Linked DNA regions of Ovis aries: region 2 is linked to region 1. The links are chromatin contacts, called in public Hi-C maps. All regions are on one chromosome and are shown on one strand. Each heading gives the region's core, a stretch centred on a gene start, on an enhancer-like site or on the middle of the called end of the contact. The rest is flanking DNA. Distances are from core to core; before and after follow the strand shown.

Region 1 (6,757 bases), core at 1,365-3,864:
GGCTTCCTGGTTAACCAATTATCAGCAGGGCTTTAGTCACCACTCCACCCACATTTTAATCCCCATGTGGAAAAATCCCAACATTTCAGCATAAAATATCCTTCTGAACATTTGGACTATCAGAGTAAGTCACTAGGGACAAAAGCAGTTATTTTATCCCAGAAGAATTACCACCACCACCACCACCACCACCAGAACACAGACACACACACACAGATACACCCTAATGTTCAATTCATCAGAGTACTCAAAATACTAATGACAACCCAGCAGATAAGCAGCATATCAGCCTGTGTTAACCAGTTACAATTCCAACTTTGGGTTTGCTAGCCCCTAGACATGTTATTAGAATCCATAAGACATCAAGGTTGAACCTCCACAGCCCGGGTACGCTGTTATCTTTACCACTACTGGGCAAGTGTGTGGTTACCCAAGGGACATACAGGTCTACGGACATAATTTACTCAAAGATCTTTCACTAATCTGACAAATACCCCAGTTTCATCTGAAAAATAACTTTAGAGTTCTGCATAGTCACTGTTAAGGAGTGAGTGACTGAGTATTTAGGCTTGGACACTACAGGCTGTTCACGAATCAGGGACATCTGGTGTGTCACGAACCAACCATTTGACCTTGAGCAAATCCTTCACCTTCCTAGGCCAAGCTTGGGCACACATCTACGGGGCTCTACCGTCCTGCTGCCAGTAATGTGTGGCTCAAGAAATCAACTATTTTTCTGAGGAGGAAGAAACAAAGAAATAAGCTTTTAAGAGCCTGTTTACTGGAATGACCTAGGGTTTGATGGTGTGTACAAGCATAGGCCACTAACCCAGTTTGCACCCCCGAGGACAGAGGCTGGCACTCAGTTCTCTTCAGCTACTTGACCTGAGCCAGCAGCCCTCCACATTTTATGCTTTTAAAAGATTCAAGCTGTGCATTCCCACTTCTCCTTCCCTTCTCCACCAGGTCCAAACCTTTCAATGACCTCCTTCAAGATCCATCTAGAGTCCCCAAAGAATGAACCCTCCCTCTTTCCCCATCACTCACTCCACACGGAGGAGCCCTCAGACCCTTCAAAGTCCTACTAAGCGCCGGACAGCCTGCAAGCCCTGGACACAATGGAGGGGATTCTCTCCTACTGGTATTCTCACGACCTGGTCATTTTATCCCATCAATTGATACTTCTGATCGTCATTCTGTATAAACTTTTCTCGACTGGACTTTGGCCTCGGGCCTATAGGTTAACTGAGTTACAAAAATGCAGGAACCAGCCGTCGTTCTGGTATTCCCACAGTGCTCGCCTCTCCTGCCCGGGGAGGAGGAGGTTCGTTGCTTCTAGAATCTCTCTTCCCTGCGCAGACACTCCTAACCTGTACTGTCCTCGCTTCCCTTCCTTTTTTCGTATTTATAGTACCCGGGGACTCTGGTGGATCAGCCTGTGCTCTTTCCAGGCTATTCCAAAAAAAATCTACATTCACCCTCCCCACCAACAAGATGACCACTCCTGTTGCTCAGGCTGCCCCGAGTGCATCCCGTGTTTATGGAAAGTGGCCCATCAAAGCTCTCAAAAGTATACCTTCAAGGCCATCCTAGAGCGAAGGCACACCCTTTCTGGCACCAGCCCGCCTGACCGGCTCCACGCTAAGGGAAAGCCAGTTGTTTTTTTTTATCCTTTGGGGGAGGGCGGCCGCCTCTGCGGACAACTGGCTAAACCCTGGCGCCTCCAGGAGGAGCCTAGGACCCCAAAGCCGGCCCCGCATGGCAAGCCCCCCAGGGCCCGGGCCGGAGCCGCGGCGGGAACCGCAGCCCGGGAACCGGCCGGGCAGAGCGCCCACAGGGGAAGGGGAGGAGCACGCCTTTCCTCCCGGCGAGAAGGGCGGAGGGAGAAAGGAAGGCGAGAGACGGGAGGTGAGGGCGGGCGGAAGGAGGGAGGGAAGGAGCGGGCTGGGGATGCCGCCGGCGGCCCGCTCCTGGCCAGGGCCGCCCGGCCGCCGTGCTCCCTCCTTCTCCTCCAGAGCCGGCGGCTCCCAAGCGCCGCCTCCAGGAGCCCCAGACCCCGGGCGCGCTCGGCCCCTCAGGGTCTGCGCACCGCCCGGAGCTGCCGCGCTCCGGCCCCTCGGCGCTCTCTTCCCCCCGTCCGCCCCTCATTACCGCACTCCCTCCATTTCCAAAGTGCGTCGCCTTTTAAGCCTCGCCGCTGTGCCAACCCATTCCGCGCTGCGCCGCTTCCTCCTCCTTCGCCTCCCGCCGGCTGCGGTCGCCCTCCAGACTTCCTCCCCTTCCTCCGCCTCCCGACCAGGGCTCCCCGCGCCCCTCCCCTGGCTCGCCCGACACTCACCCCCTTCCCCATAGCGGCGGTGGTCTGCGCCCCGCGCCGGGTCCTTCTGTTCAGAGAATGAGAGAGAAAAGAGAGCGGCTCCCGGCCAAGCAAGCGCGGCCGGGGGAGCGAAGAGGAAGGAGCTAGGGCTGCCGCAAGGCGGGAAGGAGGGAAGACGGCAGGCGGCTCGGGCCGATGCCTTCTGCCGCCGCCGCCGCCGCCGCCGGGGTTGCTACTGCTGCTGCTGCCACGTGTCCGCCTCCTCCCGCCGCTGCTCTGAGCCCCAGACCCCGCCGCAGCTCAAGCCCGCGCCTCCTCCTCACTTCCTAAAATATGCAACCTGCGTGCTAGCCCCGCCCACGCCCGGCACGTCACCGTTACCGGAGCAACCTGACACCGACCACGGGCCTGGCTCCACCCCTCGCCCAACCCCACCCCCAGGCCGGGGCCGTGCCGGCTGCGACCGGCCAGGGCTCCAGGCAGGAGGGCGCCCGGGCCTGGGGCGCGCGTGCCCATGTCACGGGCGGCCGAGACCGTGCCTCTGCGGGGCGCCCCGGCAGGCTGGGCAGCGGGGATTCGGCAGCCATGCAGCTCCCGCGTACCTCCTCTCTCCGCCCTGCGTGACCGGCCCGCTTTGGAGGGCGCGCAAGGTCCGCAGTGGGTGCGGGGATGTCCGTGGAACTGAGCCCCCGAATCTCCTCGGACCCGGGACAGAATCGTCGCGCGGAGGGGCCTTCCTGGGAATCAGGGAGCTCCTCTGGTGCTAAAGGAAAAGCCAGCGCTCGCAGGAGGGACTGCGCGTCCCTGCAGACCCCAGGCCCCGCGCCTACCTGCGGATGGCTTCCCTGACCAGGCTCTGGGGCCAGCCTCTCGGTGTTCTCACGAATGCCTCCTATGGTCTTGGGATCCCCGTTATATCCTACAGGGCCTGGGCTGGCGTTGCCAGAGGTCCCAAGCGCCCTCCCCCTCCTTTGCTTCAACACCCCCAAATAATAATCCAGAGGGCCTGCGATTAATTCATTCATGTTGCTGTGTGAATATAAACTGTCCTGTTTGGGGATTCACTTTAACGGGGGAGGAACACCTGAAACCTAAGGGAATGCATATCTTTAGCAAAAGGGACTCCGCGGAGGGGGAGATGTTTGAGGGCCTGTCTGCTGGCCTTCCACCTGGCACAGCAGGGCCTCTCTCACGTCAGCCTTTGGTTCTCTGAGGGATCTGGGCCCAGAGTGTGGGGAGCCCAGAAACCCCCCAGAGGGCCCTGGCCTGGCTGCGCGGTGTGTCATTCCTCCCATTGCAGCTTCTGCAGAGGCTGCAATGGCTGAAGGTTTCCTGCAGTTAAAAAGGAAGGTTTTATTAACAATGTTTTCAGGAAGTCAAGCATGCTCTGGGAAAGCACAAGGTTTGCAGGAGAGAGTCACTTCATGTCTCTGGGAATTCTGACAACAAACAGGGAAAACATTAACTTCCTAAGCAAGCTAAAACTGGCCCTGTTAATTTCAACTATTAATTTAACATGAAAAAATAAAGAGGTGAAGCCTTGAAAGAAACTGGGAAGAAGGGAAGGAAGAAAGAAAATCGAAGGGGGAAAAAACTAGCAACTGTGTTAGCTGTTAGGCCATTAGAGTAAATCTTGTTCCTTCTTAGAAGAAACTGTTTCTTTCCTCTTGCCCAAGAATGCATTGTTCAGGACTGGTGCTTCCTCCAGCGACCTTCAGGCTTGGTTAAATCAGTGCAGGCCATGAAGAGCAGAGGAACTGTAAATTCAAATTCATGCCTGCTGGGGCAAGAACCCCCAAATCCAGAACAGAGTTCCCAATGCTGCTAATTCAACAGAAGGAATTAATGAAGTGTTATCAGGGCTCTGCCTCTAAAGGTCTAGAAAATGCTTTATTTTCATGCACTATATCCCCCATTCCTGCTAACCTGTAGGAGGATTTTGCTTACTAAAGATCTCTCAGCTTGTTTGAGATTAATTATCCCTTGGGCCCTGCTCTGAGCTGAAAAAGCACAGCAAGAACAACAACAAAATGTAGAAAGCAAAAGTCTAAACAATGTAGGTTTCTCCTGCTGGTGGATCACCTTTACCACCCAACTAACTAAAATTATCACTTTTAAAATTTTCATTCAACAACATAACCCTGAAAGATCAGGCATTTATTTCCCTTGGCCTTTTCAGCTGTTTATTTGGCAGCTGAAGATTGCTAAAGGTCCTTTCAAGAGGACCTCAAAGTTCTAGCTATATTCTAGACTGGGGAAAAGGCATAAAAGGAAGAGGTATTAAAATCTGAAATTTACTTTTGCTCCACATAGCACTTTTACATATAAAATCCTCCCTGGGATTCTCAAGTCTGGAAGGCAAAGGGCTTTAGATGCATTTTACAGAGTGGGAAACAGGAGGTTTGAGGATTTTCTCAAAACAAGGCCACTCAGCTAGTGATGACGGAGCCTGGTCTCAAAATTGCAAGATGGAAACCGTCTTCCTACTTGTAAAATTTGGTCTCTGAGCATGGCACCAGGGAATTTTTGGTGGAAGGATACTAATTGCTTTCAACGGGGCTGTCGTCACAAGTACAGAGGGTTTCCATGTGCTTCTCCTCTTTTACAACCAAGAAGTCCCCAGCGAGAGCCTCTTTTGCCTATTTCTACTCTTATCAGTGTACCATGTGAATCATTGAGTCAGAATATTTTATAAAAATGTTTGCTATAGATCAACAAACACTCCCTCACCCCTGTTTTCACCCACCTAATCCCACTTCTCAAGGTGTATCCCATTCCATTTTCAAGTCATTTGATAATCCATTTTTTAATTTCAGTCCTGTTGAAAGACACATAATTCGATGAAAACATTTCAGAGTATCAGACAAGTTATGTTGTTGCTGCTGCTGCTGCTAAGTTGCTTCAGTTGTATCCAACTCTGTGCGACCCTATAGACAGCAGCCCACCAGGCTCCCCCGTCCCTGGGATTCTCCAGGCAAGAACACTGGAGTGGGTTGCCATTTCCTTCTCCAATGCATGAAACTGAAAAGTGAAAGTGAAGTCACTCAGTCGGGTCCAACTCCTAGCGACCCCATGAACTGCAGCCTTCCAGGCTCCTCCGTCCATGGGATTTGCCCAGGCAAGAGTACTGGAGTGGGTGACATTGCCTTCTCCTACTGTTCTTCTAATGTTGATGTTTCTATAAGTGCTCAGCCAAGTGTTACGGTCCAGGCACTTCTGGGCAGTTCTCAGGAGTGTTTTTAGGGATAAAGTTTATCGTCAGGTGTTGAGGACAAATCTTAAGAGGTGAAGGGAAAAAAATATGGTAAGGAAGCTGGAGCTGAAAACTTTTTATGGGAAAGAGTGATGAAAAGAATCCCTGCTGGATTGTACAATGGAGCCCTGAGCATGCCTATAAAATGAAGACAAAGAGATATTGTGGACGAAACTGAGGTGCAAAAGTCACAGATGCCTTGGGACGTGGGTGACCAAAGGGGGAAATACCATTTTGGAGGACAGGCCTCTTTCCCCTCTTGGGAGAGCTTTCTGAATGGAACCTTGGAAAGCAAACATTCCTCTCATTTTATGTGAAGAAACTGAGGCTCAGGGAGTGATTGGAACTGGACAGTCCCTGAACATTGGCAAAACTATTGGGCATCTTTTCAAACTCCCAGAGCAGTGCTGAGGATAAAGAAACTTCCAGAAGAGAATGTGGGGACAAATTCCATCTCTCTATTCTATCTACCTCTTAGACTATCAGTTCTAATTAAGCTCCTAGCTTGGGAAACAATTAAACTGATGGAACCAGAGACTCAGCATTTACAGCCCCCAAGGCTGCCAAATGCGGATGGCTGTGAGGAGGATTTGACACAACCACAGAGTGTTGGCCCAGTCATTGTGAGCAGTCAGGAGACGTCTGAAAAACATGATGCAAGTCAGTATTTTGAGCCAAGAGTGCTAGCACTCTGAGTAAGTACTTGCTGAAATGAATAAACATGCCATTGCAATTAAGGGCTTTAGAAAAAGAGTTGGAACCTGCAACAAAGTTAGCATTTTCCATTGGAAGCAAACACTTGGGAGATCAGTGAGCTCGGAAACTGGAAAGATAGAAGTCTTTGGTCCAGCTTGCACTAGAGGTACCATGGAAACAATCTTAGGCATGCATCTTTATTTTTTACCATTTCCTTGGTACTCCAGGAAGCCACTTGGCTGCCACTGTTACTGCATTAAAAGTTACAATATTTACTGCACTGAAGCCAGTTCTTCTCACAATTTCAAAGTTTCTCCTAGCCAATATCTATCCCACCACTGCGTCCAGTGACTAAGTCTCCATGCTCCTAATGTAGAGGGCCTGGGTTTGGTCCCTAAAACTAGGAACCAGGCTCCCCCATCCCTGGGATTCCCCAGGCAAGAGTACTAGAGTGGGCTGCCAGTCCCTTCTCCAGGGGATCTTCCCAACCT
Region 2 (6,757 bases), core at 2,940-5,439, 130 kb before region 1:
ACCAAAAATGAGATCAAACCAGTCAATCCAAAAGGAAATCATCCCTGAATGTTCTTTGGAAGGACTGGTGCTGAAGCTCCAATACTTTGGCCACTTGATGCAAAAAGCTGACTCATTGGAAAAGACTCGGATGAAGAGAAAAACTGAAGGCAAAAGAAGAAGGGGATGACAGAAGATGAGATGGTTTGATAGCATCGCCAACTCAATGAACATAAATTTGAGCAAACTCTGGGAGAGAGTGAAGGACAGGGGAGCCTGGCATGCTGCAGTCCACGGATGGGGTCACAAACAGTCGGATATAACTTAGCAACTGAACAACAACATGAACAACAGAGTACCCACCACGTATTTCCAGATTCACTGATTGGTGACAAACATCAAGAAGACTGCTGTTGTCCACATCAAGGAATCTGATCATGCTTGAACATATTCATTGGCCACTGGTACAAATAACATTATAACATCAAAGAAATTTAAAATATCTCAATGTTGTTTTTAATGTTTGTCAATCTGATAGGTAGAAATTTTACAAACATATACTCCTTCTGGGAGCATAATTCATAATAACCACAAGATAGAAACCAAATGTCCATTAACAGATAAATGGATAAACAAGTTGTGATATATAAATACAGTGTAATACTAGCCAGCCATAGAAAGACATACAGTACTGAAACAGGCCAAAAAGTGTTTGCAAATCCTTCTTCCCTGGTCTGGACATTGGGATAAAGGAGAAACCTCTCACAGTGGCCCGCCAGTTCTGCACAGACTGTTCCTTGTCAGTTCTCCAACCTTATCTTGTACCGCTTCCCCAGCACTCACAGTGGAGTGACCCTGGCCATCCACCCATCCCTAGAAACACCATATTCTGTCCTGAGTTATAGTCTTCATTCAGGCTGTTCCCATTGCCTAGATGAGAATAGCAGGTGGAGGCTTCCCTGGTGGTTCCGTGGTAAAGAATCTGCCTGCCATTGCATTTGACCCCTGGTCTGGGAAGATCCCATGCCGTGGAGCAACTAAGCCCACGCGCCGCAGCTACTGAGCCTGGGCCTTACAGGCCAGGAGCTGCAACTAAACTAGTGAAGCCAGCTCACCCCAGAGCCTGCGCTTCGCCATGAAAGAAGCTGCCGCAGCGAGATGCCTCGCAGCTGGAGAGCAGCCCCTGCCTGCAATAACTGGAGAAAGGCCCGCACAGCAACGAAGACCCAGCACAGCCAAAAATAAGTGAATAACTAAAAATTAAAGAAGGAGAATAGCGGATGGGATCTGGCTTAGAAGGAGTGGTCCTAGAAGCCACTGCGAGAGGGTAAAATTGAAGCTTTAATGGGAAGGATGAGAAGGGAACCTGTCATCAAACTGGGGAGCAGGGAGAGACGTAAGGACACTTTCAACATGACAGGTATTAGCTCTTCTCTTGGTGCTAAGAAATATACATTTCTCTTAGGCTTTTTGTTTTAAAATTCCTGAATAACCCACCACTCCTCATGTCAAAATCTATCATTCTTGGTGGGTTGATATTTATATTCCACTGGTGATAAATTAATGTAGCATAGCCCTGATCTAGATAAAAATTGACCTTGCAGGTGAAATCCTGCCACCTCCTGTCTCCCAGCCAGACTTTGGATTTACTGGAGCCTGAATTAACCCTAGGAGCTCAAGAGGGACTCTAAAGACTTGATAAGTATTATTAATAGACATAATCTTTCACCTTTAAAGAACAAAGAGCAGGAGTTTGAGTTATTTTCAGCCACAAGATAAAAGGTAAATGGATCTGGGCTTTATTGAAGAAATGCTGGGTTTATGACCTGCAGTTGGCCAGGTAAGTTAAATCCTAGGTAGAGTGCACAGCAACTCTGGTTATTAAGGCATGGATATCTCTAGGTCTCCAGCGCTTTGGGGGGATGATGAAAGCCTTTACTGGTGTCAAAGAAGGGCCTTCACTTTATATCCAAGCTAGCGGAGTCTTAACTGTTCCACAGAGGCCGTAGCAGCTGAACCCAACGTAAGGCACAGGATGATTGCCCGAAAGGGATGTAGGCACAGAGGAGACGCCGATGCCAACTCCTCACTGGTGCTTTATTGAGCCATGAAATGACCCCCATGGAAATGGGTGTGCCTTGTCTATCTACGAAGCAGTCACCCTTGGGGTCCTGGGGATGGGCTGATCCCTTGGATTCGTATGGCCTTTGTTCCTTTCAAAGAGCTGCTGTCTGTAACTTCTTCCTTTCCAGGCTAGCTCCAGCCGTGTTCCCCTTATCCTCCTCGGACCAAGAGGCTGAGCATTTGGGAAGAGGTCCAGGGTCTGGGATCTCAAGGCAGCTACAAGGATGTAGGGTTATGGCTGCTTTCTGCTTTCATCTAAAACTGTAGTTTCCAGGTTGCCCTGGGTGAGGAGTCAAATGTTTGGAAGTGAAGGTATGGCCGTGGGGAGGGGAAGATGGAAGGAAAGGCTCCTCCACCCCATTTTGGTTCCCCTACAGACTCCCACCTCCCGCCCTGGGCAGTCTTATCCTGCTCCTTCCTGCCTGTGCCTGAAGAGGCCCCGGTGGCCTCAGCCCCACCAGCACCCCAGCCAGACTGCCCTTTTCACCTCCCCTGCCACTCGATTTCCTGTAAGAAACTCCACCCTTCCCAGAACACGGAGCTTAGTCCAGAGTTTGGGAGGCAGACACTGGGCGTGAGAGTGGAGGGCAGTCAGAGCTGGAAGCGAGGAGGAAAAAGAAGGGACTGTTTGATTTCTCCCTTGGGAGCCCTCTCTCCCACCTGTTGTCAAAGAGCCAAGAGACAGGGTTTTTAATGAAATGACATCTTGCTGGCCATGTTTGGTGATCCTTTGTAACCAACCCTCCCTTCACCTGACCTGGCCCCTGTGCTTTGATACCACCACCACCTACAGCGCATTAACTGAGTGCCAGTGGGTGCCAGGCACTGTGCCAGGCAGAGGGGCTAGGGATCTATGCTATACTGGACTTGGCCATCAAGGAAACAGCTAATAGTTATCGTGGGTATGCTACAGCAGGTGGTAGAAATATGAAAGCTCCCGACTGAGAATTGGAAACATAGTGGTTTTAGATGACGGGTCCCTTCCTCCTTAGAGGAGCCCCAGCTGCCTCTTCCCATGATGCCACCCAGGCATGTAGGGTGGGGAAGGGATGTTGAGACCATGACTTCTTTGTTGATCGATGGGGTTCTCATCATGTAATCCTGCCTGTCCCCGCAGGTGAAGGTCAGAAGGCCAGACAGCTTGCCCTGCAAGACCTCTTCTTTCTTTCCTTCTAAAAACATTTGTTTATTTGTTTAGCTGCACCGAGTCCTAGTTGCAGCACTCAGAATCTTCCATCTTCGTTGTGGCATGTGGAATTTTTAGTTGCGGCCTGTGGGATCTATTCATAGTTCCCTGACCAGGGATAGAACCTGAGCCCCCTGCATTGGGAGCACGAAGTCTTAGCCACTGGACCCCCAGGGAAGTCCCAGGATCTCTTTCCTTAAGGAAACATGGTCTGGGGCCCACATGAAGCCCTGGGTGGGTAGGTAGCAGCTCAGTACACACTAGTGAGCCCCTGGGCCAGCTGCTCTGTAAGTGGTTGTGTTGAAGTCAGGTCTACTTACCAATGGTTTTAATATGGACAAAGAACTAAATAGATAAATCAATATTAGGTGTAAAAATATATTCCAAAATGCAATTGTAAAATGTGATTGTGAATTAGGTAATTCTATCCTCTGCTGGAAATGTAAGCCAGGTTTTTGCTGGTACGTAAGCCAGGGTGTGTGGTGGAGCTTTGTACTGTTTTCTGATCACAGAGATACTTTAGCCATTACAGGGCATCCAGAACCTGATTCTTTCCCCTCTTCTTTTAGGAAAGCTACTACATGTGATGGTCCACAGGATAGTACATGGGGTTCTGTAAACTTGAACCACCTGGCCCATGATGTGATTGAGAAGAGTGGATGCAAGGACAGGAAAGAGAATTCAGAGAGCTGTAGTAACTGACAGGTGATTTCAATAAAGGCGAGGGTGTTTACACAGAGCCAGCTCATGATTATACAGAATATGAAATTATTATAATACATCCTGATAAAAATAATCAGCAGGAGAGGAAAAAGCCTGGCTTGGCAGGACTGATTTACATTGCAAATATCTTTCTCTTTGGCAGCTTGGCCACCGTCCCTCAGCCTCTCTGTGAGCTGGCCTCAAGGACTTGGGGCACAAGCATGCACAGGGTGGATGCCAGTTCTTGTGGGAGCATCTGGATGGCCTGGAGTGGGGGAGGGGACCAGTGAGTGTAGTCTCCTGGGGTTAGCCTCAGCTGTGGGCTTGAGGGTCGGAGGAGCTGGGTCATATCCTTGCAGAGCAAGGTGAAGGCTTGGCAGAAAGGAAGCACATGACTGATGCCTCTGTCCCCTTCTCAAACCTGTTTGCAGAAGGCCCTCCATTGCAGAGGGCTGCTGAGACATATGACACACTTCCAGCTGCTGAAACCATCAGTTAGACGCAGGGCTGGGATCTTTTTTTAAGTTAGTTTTAAAATTTCTTTTTGATTGAAGGATAATTGCTTTACAATGTTGGTTTCTGCTGTATATCAACATGAGTCAGCCATCGGTATACATATGTCCCCTCCATCTTGAACCTCCCTCCCACCCCATCCTACCCCTTTAGGTTGTTACAGAGCCCCTGGTTTGAGTTCCCTGAGTCGTACAGCAAACTACCACTGGGTATCTATTTTTACATATGGTAGTGAGTCGGACATGACTGAGCGACTGAACTGAACTGAACTAAGTGTCTGTTTTCACACTACTCTCTTAATTTATCCTATTTATTTTGGCCATGCTGGGCTTTCTCTAATTGAGGTGAGTGGAGGCAGCTCTCTAGTTGTGGTTTGTGCGGGCTTCTCATTGCAGTGGCTTCTCTTGTTGTGGCTCACGGGCTCTGGAGCACAGATTCAGTAGCTGTGGCACACAGGCTTAGTTGCCCTCTGGCATGTGGGGTCTTAGTTCCCCAAGCAAAATTATTAGTCACTCGGTTATGTTGGATTCTTTGCGACCCCATGGACTATAGCCCTCCAGGCTCCACTCTCCCTGGGATTCTCCAGGCAAGAATACTGGAGTGGGTAGCCATTCCCTTCTTCAAGGGATCTTACCAACAGGGATCAAACCCAGGTCTCCTGCATTGCAGGCAGATTCTTTACTGTCTGAGCCACCAGAGAAGCCTTAGTTCCTCAAACAGGGATCAACCCATGTCCCCTACATTGGCAGGTGGAATCTATATCCCTGGCCCATCAGGGAAGTCCAGGGCTGTTTTTTGGCTCTTTTATGAAGGTTAGGTGTTTGGTGAGCCCCTAGACACTAGTTGCACAGTTTCTCTTTCTGCATATTTTTCTGGGAAGAAAAAACACATCCCTTAGTTGTCAAGCACCCATGACGTCTCATGACACAAAGTAAGCAGAACATTCTGTTCACAACCACTCCCAGGAGAGCGGTCATTTTGAACTGGCTCAACCCAGCTTTCTACCAGTATGGCCCAGGGTAGGAGGACTGCCACCACCGCCCCCCCCCCCCCACCAAAGTTCTTAGGCCTGTTTGATCCAATGTAACCCATGGAATAAAACCCCATCAGCCCCCCTTCCCCCTTTCTCCCAGCCCTCCCCTTTTCTTCTCTTTCTTCCCTTTCCCTTCGCCAGTTTTGCCTTCTCTCTTCCCTTCTCACTTTCCCCCTCCCTAACCACCCTTACCCCGTGCTCACTCCTGCATCCCTTTCCTGTTCGCTTCTCTTGTGATGCGGACTTGACATATTAATCATTACAACAGCAGCTAAGAATTCCATCACGCTTCATTAATCCCAAGGAAAATACCATGTTAGCTGATGAGCCCTCCAGGGTACACTCATACATTCTTCCCGGGGTCCAGAACCCTGGCAATTTCTCACTTTGTACTTGTCAGGGAACAGGAGGCCACTGTGGAAGGTCACAGTGAGCCAAGGTGGGGATTGGCAAGGGGAGGGTGGGAATAATGGGGGTGGGCTCCAGTCCATGAAGGCATTAGTCACTCATCATGGACTCTGGCAGGACTCAGGCTATTCAAGGACTCCTGTTGGGGAGGGTGAGTTGTAAAATCCCATTAGGGCGGCCAAGGCCAGAACAGTGTGACTTTAATAGGGTTAAAGTTTGGCATTTTTACAGCTTTTTTATGATAAGGTTCTTAGTCACACGAAGGGGAAAGAACTAGAGTGGGTCTGTCCAAACTTAGCTGGTCAGACCTTAGGTGTGGTCACGCATGGCCTCCTGCCAGGTGGCCCAGGGTGTCCTTGGTCATGCTGTGGGTCCTGCTTTCCAGCTAAAAGTTCTGCCCTGCATGTCAGAAAGTCCGTTCACCCAACTCTAGCCATTCACCCAACTCTTCTCTAGGAAAAGTAGATCCAGGCAGCGATTTCAGACTGGGAAGTATCCTCAAGACATGCAGACTTGTTCAAGAGACGCAAAGGACTCATCCCTTAGCCAAAGGTGTCACCTGATCTTATGCCGTCATCCAGCCATCACCCATAGTAGCTGCAGGGGAGACAATTCCATTCCCAAAACACAGCTGGGTTTGGATGCCTTGGTTAATATCCTCCGGCTTCCCTGGTGGCTCAGACGATAAAGAATTGGCCTGCAAGTCGGGATATGCAGGTTTGATCTCCAGGGAAGATCTCCTGGAGAAGGGAATGGCAACCTACTCCATTATTCTTGCCTGGACAATTCCATGGACAGAGGAGCTTGGCAGG

Evidence for each region. A called contact is a pair of places that touch in the nucleus more often than the background predicts.
Region 2: a Hi-C map of hypothalamus shows a contact between it and region 1, with 3 times the contacts expected there. The contact joins the enhancer-like site here to the promoter of ATP1A1 in region 1. A contact is called at or near these places in 2 of 16 Hi-C or Micro-C datasets (hypothalamus and tail adipose tissue).

Annotation. Positions count from the first base shown.
Region 1 is chr1:93,713,103-93,719,859 of ARS-UI_Ramb_v3.0, reverse strand. ATP1A1 (ATPase Na+/K+ transporting subunit alpha 1) reads right to left here and starts at 2,614. Exons shown (of 23, transcript NM_001009360.1): 1 at 2,339-2,614. The coding sequence starts at 2,350. LOC114116588 (a long non-coding RNA gene) reads right to left here and starts at 1,833. Exons shown (of 2, transcript XR_006060523.2): 1 at 1-1,833.
Region 2 is chr1:93,848,238-93,854,994 of ARS-UI_Ramb_v3.0, reverse strand. The region is part of intron 1 of LOC132658106 (a long non-coding RNA gene); the gene reads left to right. Among named protein-coding and RNA genes, the nearest start is that of CD58, 87 kb to the left of the region's middle. Within about 2 kb of position 4,189, at least 18 of the 54 cell types and tissues checked have an H3K27ac peak or open chromatin away from gene starts, as enhancers often do. A contact at or near this core is called in hypothalamus and tail adipose tissue, where this site is marked.